Regions from separate parts of the Anas platyrhynchos genome. Here region 2 is linked to region 1. Evidence: chromatin contacts called from public Hi-C data. All regions are on one chromosome and are shown on one strand. Each heading gives the region's core, a stretch centred on a gene start, on an enhancer-like site or on the middle of the called end of the contact. The rest is flanking DNA. Distances are from core to core; before and after follow the strand shown. Region 1 overlaps SDCCAG8 (SHH signaling and ciliogenesis regulator SDCCAG8). Region 2 has its middle 25 kb from the start of SPMIP3.

Region 1 (3,872 bases), core at 976-3,475:
AATAAGCGTTTCTGTAAGTTTAACATATATGCACGCTACACCAAAAGCTGCACAATTCCTATTTCAAGTAACATGTAATGCACATAAATGATTTTCGTGCTCAAAGGGTAAAATTTTATGCACTCAAAGGGTAACACCACACCTGATGATAGAACATGGACCAATGTTACTTGGGGTTACTTGCAGCTATGAGAAATAAAATCCTGATAACTAACGTGGGCTGACAGAGCTCAGCTCACTCCTCTTAGCAGGCCTGCTGCTCTGAGGAAGCAAACTGGTACAGAAAATGTGGAGCGGTATAAAAAGTTCTACTACTGGGAATCCCAGTCCCAGGGATTTTTCTCGTGAAAAGAGGTCAAAGAGTATATTGACGACTGATGATCCTCACTGATCATTGGAGATGGCTGACAGAGGAAAGCAAAGCTATAGCAGCAGCCATACCGTAACTGCAATTAGACATTTCTTTGTTATATACTGCAGGGCTCCATATGAATGTGTTTCCTCAAAAACATTGAGTCTAGTAAGTCTAGATTGTCATAAAAACAATGATGTTCCTCCTGAACAAGTCAGAAAATTATTATCAAAGCAAGCCCTAAAGTAATATTTCACTCCCTCCTCATATACCTATTTTCACATCAGTGCACTGCATGTCAAAAAGAAAGAACGAACGAAAGAAGGAAAAAAGGAAAGAGAACTATATATTAGAAGGAGTTCGGTTATAGTGGAAGGTTATCACAAAATGTTTGTTTTTCTTAAGGCTTTCTTGTCCAAAAGCAATTTTTTTTTCCTGTTACTCTCAAGGCCATTATTCAAGGTCAGACTAGGTATGAAAATAGTATCCTAAGAATTTCAAGCTGTCTGCGTTTTTTTTTTTTTCTCCTCCTCGACAAACAGCACTCAAATTTGCTTATTAACTTAATTTCTTTTAAAAACAGAACTTGCAAAGGATCTTTGTAATTAATGGGGTCACAAAATCTTCAGTATAAAAATGAGCATTCTTCTAACAGTTCTTCTAACTACTGGTGTGTAATCCTAACCCATCTTCAACAGGGTTATCAAATCTTGCAGTTTTATTGAATTTCAAAACATCTGGTGATATTCTAAGTGTCCCAGCTTGTGAAAAGCCTAATCTTTTAAAGCCTGACTCATAGAAGTCTGATATCTGTTCATAAGGCGACATTTCAGGGAATCAGTGTCTTCAGAAGATCCTATTTGTTTTGCATCAGACACGCTCTCAGCATTTCCAGGATATACACCCAAATTCTCGACCTGTTTTATTTCTGATGAAGACAGTCAGTAATCTCTCCATTTATAATGTCTAAATTAGGTTACTATAAATCATGGGTTTATGACAAATGAGATAAACATTCCCAAAATACCTTTTGGCAAAATGCTTTTGGACTGCAATTTTGCCAGATTTTTATTTGTCTGCAGAATTGTCATTCAGTCTATAGTGCATATAGACATCATTTACGTTCTGTCATACAACACATAAATGCAGTCATGTACAGCTCTTTCCATGTGTAGAGGTTGCGCATATCAGTGACTCTAGTATCTCTTTATTTGGGCTCAGAAGCTCATGCACATTATGTACAGACAACTTGTTAAACTCTGAGGAAGGGGAAGTATAGTATGTCTGGAGCTTTTCATTCTGTCACCTACAAGGTACACAGCAGAATTCTGCTACCCCCTGCTTCAAACTACAGTTGGAGAATTTTATAAAGATGGTATTAAAAATGTTTGTTTTTCAGTTTAAGAGCAGAAGCTTCAATTTCTACAAAAAGTATTTTTTCAGTATTCCATGGTAAAAATAAAATTTAAAGGATTGATTTTATGAAGTTGGATTGAACACATCTTGTTGCTTTATTTGAAGGCCCTAACTCCCACTGGTCTCACACCACCACTCAGAACTCTCTAATAAGGAAGATGCCCAAACTGGCAGGGACTATGTAAACCAGTAATACAAACTTCTACATGCTCAAGCTTGGAAAATTTTATAAACCAAATGAAAATGATTTACAGTCAAATAGAAAGCAAATGATTAATAGTAGACTTAATTTTTATTTCTATAATGCAGTGCAGAAAAGAGCAAGTAATGCAAATCTGAGAAAGAAACAACTTCATATTTCCAGAAGAAAAATTTTCTACCAGAAATGCACAAATCATGCCATGCAGTGCTTCCAAATTCACAGAAAAAGTATTACAAAAGTGAAGTCCCTCAGTGTCAAACATGCCACAATTTTTGCTCTGATAACAGCTATTTAGGCTAGGGCGTGACTTTCCTCTGATAAAGCTGTGCTAGTACAACCCCTAGTGTGGACACTGTTTACTGCCATGAAGGCATTACACCCGTGTAACTTATAATACTTCACCTTCTTAGGAAGAACAAGTATTTTATTTCAGCACAGCTACATCCACAACGGGAGAGCTGAGACAGAAAAAGAGAGGGCAGTAGGTTATGCTACTTTATAATCTACTGGGCCAGATGAACAGATGCAGTTTTTGTGTTGAGAAACTGTGGTATATGCCTTCCCCCTCCCTCCTCCGGCCCAAATCCTAACGTTAATCAGGATCATGATGGATGATATCACAAAATACCTATTCAATTTAAATGGTAGCATTGATCATTGCTTCTTTATCTTAAGATATAAATATATCAAATGTTAGTAACAGGTAGTCTTACCAAAGTGCTAATATTTGAAATTAGTCCCAGTTGAGTAATAAATATAGAAAAGTACACATTAAGAAAAAAACAGCACAAAAGACCAAATATATAATTTCCTTTAATTTTCCTAAAGGATACAAATTCATTTTCAAAGAAATTTATAGATAAACTAAAGATGATACTTATCTGATCATTCCAAATTGTACATATGGGAATTTATGACTGTTCTGACACACCTGGATAACATTAATCCTTTTTAGGAAGTCATTACCTATCAACTAAAGTACAGCTTGAAAACTAAAATTTATCTGTGTAATTAAAAAAAATACAATCACATCAAGAAACAGGAAACATATTCAATGTATCAAAAGTGAACTTGAAAAATGTATTTTTCTTTTTAAACAGTAAATGCATAGTGACACTGTTTATACACTATTGTCTCTCTACTTTTAAAAAATAAATACGTATTTATTATGAACAGATGGTGGCCAAGGAAGGTATCAACTCTGTGTCTTAGCCAGAAGGTCAGGTCATGGCTGAGAGACCAAAGAACAATTACTGTTTGCTATTTGCTGCCATATAAGCTGAAACATTTTAGGGTTTTCTTTAAATACAAAACTAAATGTGATTAAGCTGTTTTCATTTCATTTATAGGAAATGATTTGCAATAACTAAACTTTTTTTTTTTTTTTAAGCAAAGTTAGTGAATGATACTAAAAAAACAACTCATTTTGGTTACCTTTTAACATAATATTATTTAATAGGTATTAATATTAGTAATACCTACACAGAACTTTCTTGACTATTAGAGTCGCAGCTATAAACCAGCTGCTAGATACTGAGCCTAAGTATTTTAAAAATAGTTTGTTTTCCTTCCCCCCCCCCCTTCTTTTAAAAAGGAACCAACAATCATATGTGAACTACATAATTACTTCAGATAATTACTGAATTACTCTAATAATCTTTACTGATAGGGAGTCCCCCTCCCATCATTTTACTTTAATTATATCAAATTATAAATTACCACATTTTGGTGTATTCATTCCCACACTGAATAAAATACCAGTATGTCGATACATGAGGTTAAAATATTTTGTTAAATTTTGCAATTTGCTCAGAAGGCAATCCTGAAGCAAGTTGAAGAACAGGATTTAAAATCCATGATACTTCTTCAAATATCTTATTAAACACATCCTGTTTTATTTGT
Region 2 (3,872 bases), core at 899-3,398, 380 kb before region 1:
TCTGTCTCATTCAGGGAGACACCAAAACACACCTCTAGCAATGAGTGGATAATTTAGTGTAAATCTGCACAAAGTGGGATGTGGAGAACAAACTTTAGCTAAGCCAAAGTCAATGGTCTCGACCTCTGAGTAACATCAGCCCTGGGCTGAGGTCCCAACAGGGTCAAGGTCTAAACAGCTTGGAGAGATGGGAAGGGTGAAGAAACAGAGGTTACAGAGATAGCCCAACGTGGTTACTCATGGGCATAGCTGTGGGTTTAACTCATGGACACTGGTTTTATCTATGTGCTCACATAGATTTTAGCCATAGATTTTTTAAAAACCTGGTGATTCTGGTGTGCGGTGTTAACTTACTGGCATACGAGCACTTTCTGTTGAGAGGCTGCTTTGCAGAAGCAATTAGAAAGACTGATCTGAATGGGGAGAGGTTGAAGCAGAGACATTATACGAGGACAAAGAGCTGTCAGAGAGCAAAAATATGTAACAGAGGCAGCAGCATCCAACAACAAAATACCTTTTTCTGTGTCATGCTCTCCGTTTCTATCCCAAGCCAAATTTTAATCTATTTTTTTTTTACTTGTACAAACTGATTTGCTTAATATAGTCTTATGCAGCTGTAACCGAGAATAAAATTAGATCTTGGTCTGCTAATTGGGGCCCTGACCCAGAGGAGCAGTTAAGCACACGCTTAGTGTGAAGTATGGGAGCTGTTCCCCCGAGTCAGCAAGGGTACGCCTGAGCTTTGGGTTAAGCACCCTTTCAAGGATTTGGAGCATACAGTTCACAAGGGCTGGTATCTAACCTCCTCCCTTTCCTGCTTTCGTACATCAAACATCCAAATATCTTCATGTGAAAATAGTGTTTCAGAGGGGAGCGCTACAGCTTTTCTACCTTCCACGGAGAAAAATTGGCCTCCAAATTAAAGGTTGAGTTTCAGCTTAGGAGAACCGCCAGAGCACAGACAAAGACATCTCTCCTTTACTTACCTCCATCCCTGTAGCACCGGGTGTGCGTGGTTGTGCCTGCAAGGGAGGAATTAGAGCGAGGTATTTGGGGGAAAGTCTGTGGTTCATTGCGTTGCATGTTGTATGAGGCCAAAGGACTGGATTTTAATTTAAACGATTAATTTAGAGGGAAGTAATAAAACAGAAAATCGAGTAAAGATTTATTTGCCCCCAAAAAACTCTGAAATGTCTCCTATTTTTAGAATGCTCTGCAAATGCTTTTCATGCAAATGTACACGCACGTATACATACGTATGTATATCTCTGTTATGTAAATCATCGCTGGCTTCTTATTCACTGTGTTAACGAGCTTTGAAAAGGCTTTGACATTTCCTTCTCTGTGCAGGGATTTCTGTTTTTTAAAGAAATAATTAAAGCCGTGTATCATAAAGGTATTTTTAAGCAGCAAGACTCTGATAGCTGTATTCAGGCTGAATGTGATCTCATTGTGCGAGCGGTACGCTGAATCCCGACCGACCTCCCATCCCTGGCTTACAGCTGGCGCCCAAGTTCCTTGCTGATCTGGTGTGATGTGGGTGCTCTGTGGGGTTGGGTTTGTTCCCTGGGAGCCAGGAGCTCCACAGCATCTCACTGGCAGCCACAGGGTGGGAATTACACCGTCACTTTCAATGGCAGTCCTTCACCCAGCAGAGCTCTACCTGATGTGTTTAGAAGTGAGGGCTTTCCAAAGAGCCTTCTTCTTCAGGTGAGGCGAGCCCTGCTTTGTTCCAGAGCTGGGAGCCCGAGGAGCCAGGCAGGTGCTGTAGGTGATTTCACCAAACATTTCCCCACAGAAAGGGTGCTTGAAGGGTGGCTGTACTAGGGATTCGCTCAGTCTCCCCACCCTGCCAAAAAGCCCAGATCTGGCCCCTGGGGCCATGGGGCAGCCTTTGCCTGTGGGGCAGAGTCACACTGAGTCCCGTGTCCTTGCTGTGCCCAATCCACAGCCACCGCTCCAGTGATGGCACCGGGTGGGTGCCAGCACCAGCTCTGGGTGCTCAGCACCCACCTGGGTGCATCTTCTGGAGCGAAAATTCGGTTCTTCGAGTCACCGTGTGAACCTCCATCCTGCTGGCAGGGAGTCAGGAGATGACTACTGCGGACCTCTTCAGTGCAAAACCACCTCTTATAAAGTCATCAAAACCCAGCGGGAAGCCAAGAATTCCTGAGGCTGGATTGCGTCCCAGAGTGTCCAGTAAGCAAAGATGTACATTACACGTATGCCTAAAATGGAAACACGAGCTGGTGCTCGCTTCCACAGCTTCAAAGGCAGCAGCCAGCACATTCTTTCTGGAGCCCAAATGCTGGTCCCAGCACACAGCCCGTGATGGGGATCAAAGGTGAGCACCAGGTCCCAGCCCGCAGGCGCTGGAGCATCTGCAGTGCAGCAGCCAGCTCGGGAGAGCTGCACACGGAGCTGTCGGCTCCCACCACATCTGTATGAGGGCTAGAACGTGCAGCAGCCAGAAAACATCTTGGCATATCAGATTTATTTTTTTTTTCTGTAACTGGAAGGATGTTTCTTAGTAGCAGCTTCTGCCCATGTCCGTCAGCTGCTTTGTGTGACTTTCCTTTTCACTTTCAGCTGTCTGTACTGAGTGCCAAAGGAAATGAAAAGGGATTATTTTACACCCAAGTCATATATCCCATAAGAAAGGGAGCACCCTGCTGTGCCAGCTAGTGGTTTCTATACAGCGGCAATGCATAGAAAACAGATACTGACTTTGAAAAGTAAAACTCTCCAGGGAGTTGCTGCTCTCCCTGAGGAAATACCATTTACTGTGCACCAGCTCCATTTGTCTGAGGGACATTTCTAGCATGTTTCCTGGATTTTAATGTGGTGCAGGTTGTCACAGCACACCAAGACAGAGAACAATGGGCTCAGAGGATTGGACATTGTGGTTATAAATACTGTTTTATTTAGGAAGACTAGTGAAGGAGCAGGCAGTGGGGACCAGTCAGGTAAGAGGCAGAGCAGTGTTGTTACTCACCATGGATGTCCCTCTTGGTGTACCTGGACTAAGGAGGGATGGTCACCCCTGTGCTGGGTTTTTGCTGGGATTTCAGCCCTGAGCTCTGGCCAGAGAGGTGAAACCAAGCAGTTTCCATGTCATCTGCGTTCTGTGAATATCCATCCCTCCTGCTCAAAAAGAAAGAAAAAAAAAAAAAGTAGAAGGAAAGGAGAAGAAAGAAAGCCTCACATTTTCTGTGGCATCTCAAGCTGGGGGGAAAGGCCAAGATAAATGGATACTTTCAAGGTCATTAGCTTGTGGAGCTCACAGTTTGTATCGCCCTGCCAGAGCTCTGCTTGGAGAGGTTATAAATGTTTTTCAGCTGGAGCAGGGAGCTCATTGTTGGAGTTTGGATCCTCTGCTTGGCTGACAGTGAAAAATCCCAATTCTGGTGGAGCAGGCCCCCCCTCCCGCCTGGAAGGTCTTTTGTCTATTCATCTGTAGCAGAAAACACAATGAATTAGATGTGCAATCGCAGATACTGCAGTGCCTTGCCAGCCTGGATGCCACCACCAGAAACGCTCCTGGGCAGCTGACCTTCCTGGCGGCCCAGCAAAAGAAACACAAGGTGAAGGTGTTTCCTGCCCAAGGAAATTACCTTGAAATGACGGCCAGCCCTCTCCCATCTCACCCTCTGGCAGCCCCATGAGCTGTGGTGGAGGGAGTGAGGGATGGACAGAGCCAGAAACGTGGGGCAGGGAGCAGGCTGCTGGTCCTCACCCCGGCAGATGTGGGTGCTGCCCTGCAGTGGGACGGGGGCAGGTGAGTGTTTTGCAGCCTCTGAAGCAGGGGCTGCCACCACCCTGCCAGACTGTCCACATTTCTTCAGCCTTTTCTGACTGCTCTGCCACCCAGC

The links. A called contact is a pair of places that touch in the nucleus more often than the background predicts.
Region 2: a contact with region 1 is called in a Hi-C map of small yellow follicle, with 4 times the contacts expected there. The contact joins two enhancer-like sites. A contact is called at or near these places in 5 of 8 Hi-C or Micro-C datasets (liver, skeletal muscle, small yellow follicle and 1 more).

What each region holds. Positions count from the first base shown.
Region 1 is chr3:30,313,259-30,317,130 of IASCAAS_PekinDuck_T2T, reverse strand. All of the region lies in intron 11 of SDCCAG8 (SHH signaling and ciliogenesis regulator SDCCAG8), which reads right to left. Among named protein-coding and RNA genes, the nearest start is that of CEP170, 31 kb to the right of the region's middle. Within about 2 kb of position 2,225, at least 3 of the 8 cell types and tissues checked have an H3K27ac peak or open chromatin away from gene starts, as enhancers often do.
Region 2 is chr3:30,691,492-30,695,363 of IASCAAS_PekinDuck_T2T, reverse strand. No RefSeq gene overlaps it. Among named protein-coding and RNA genes, the nearest start is that of SPMIP3, 25 kb to the left of the region's middle. Within about 2 kb of position 2,148, at least 2 of the 8 cell types and tissues checked have an H3K27ac peak or open chromatin away from gene starts, as enhancers often do.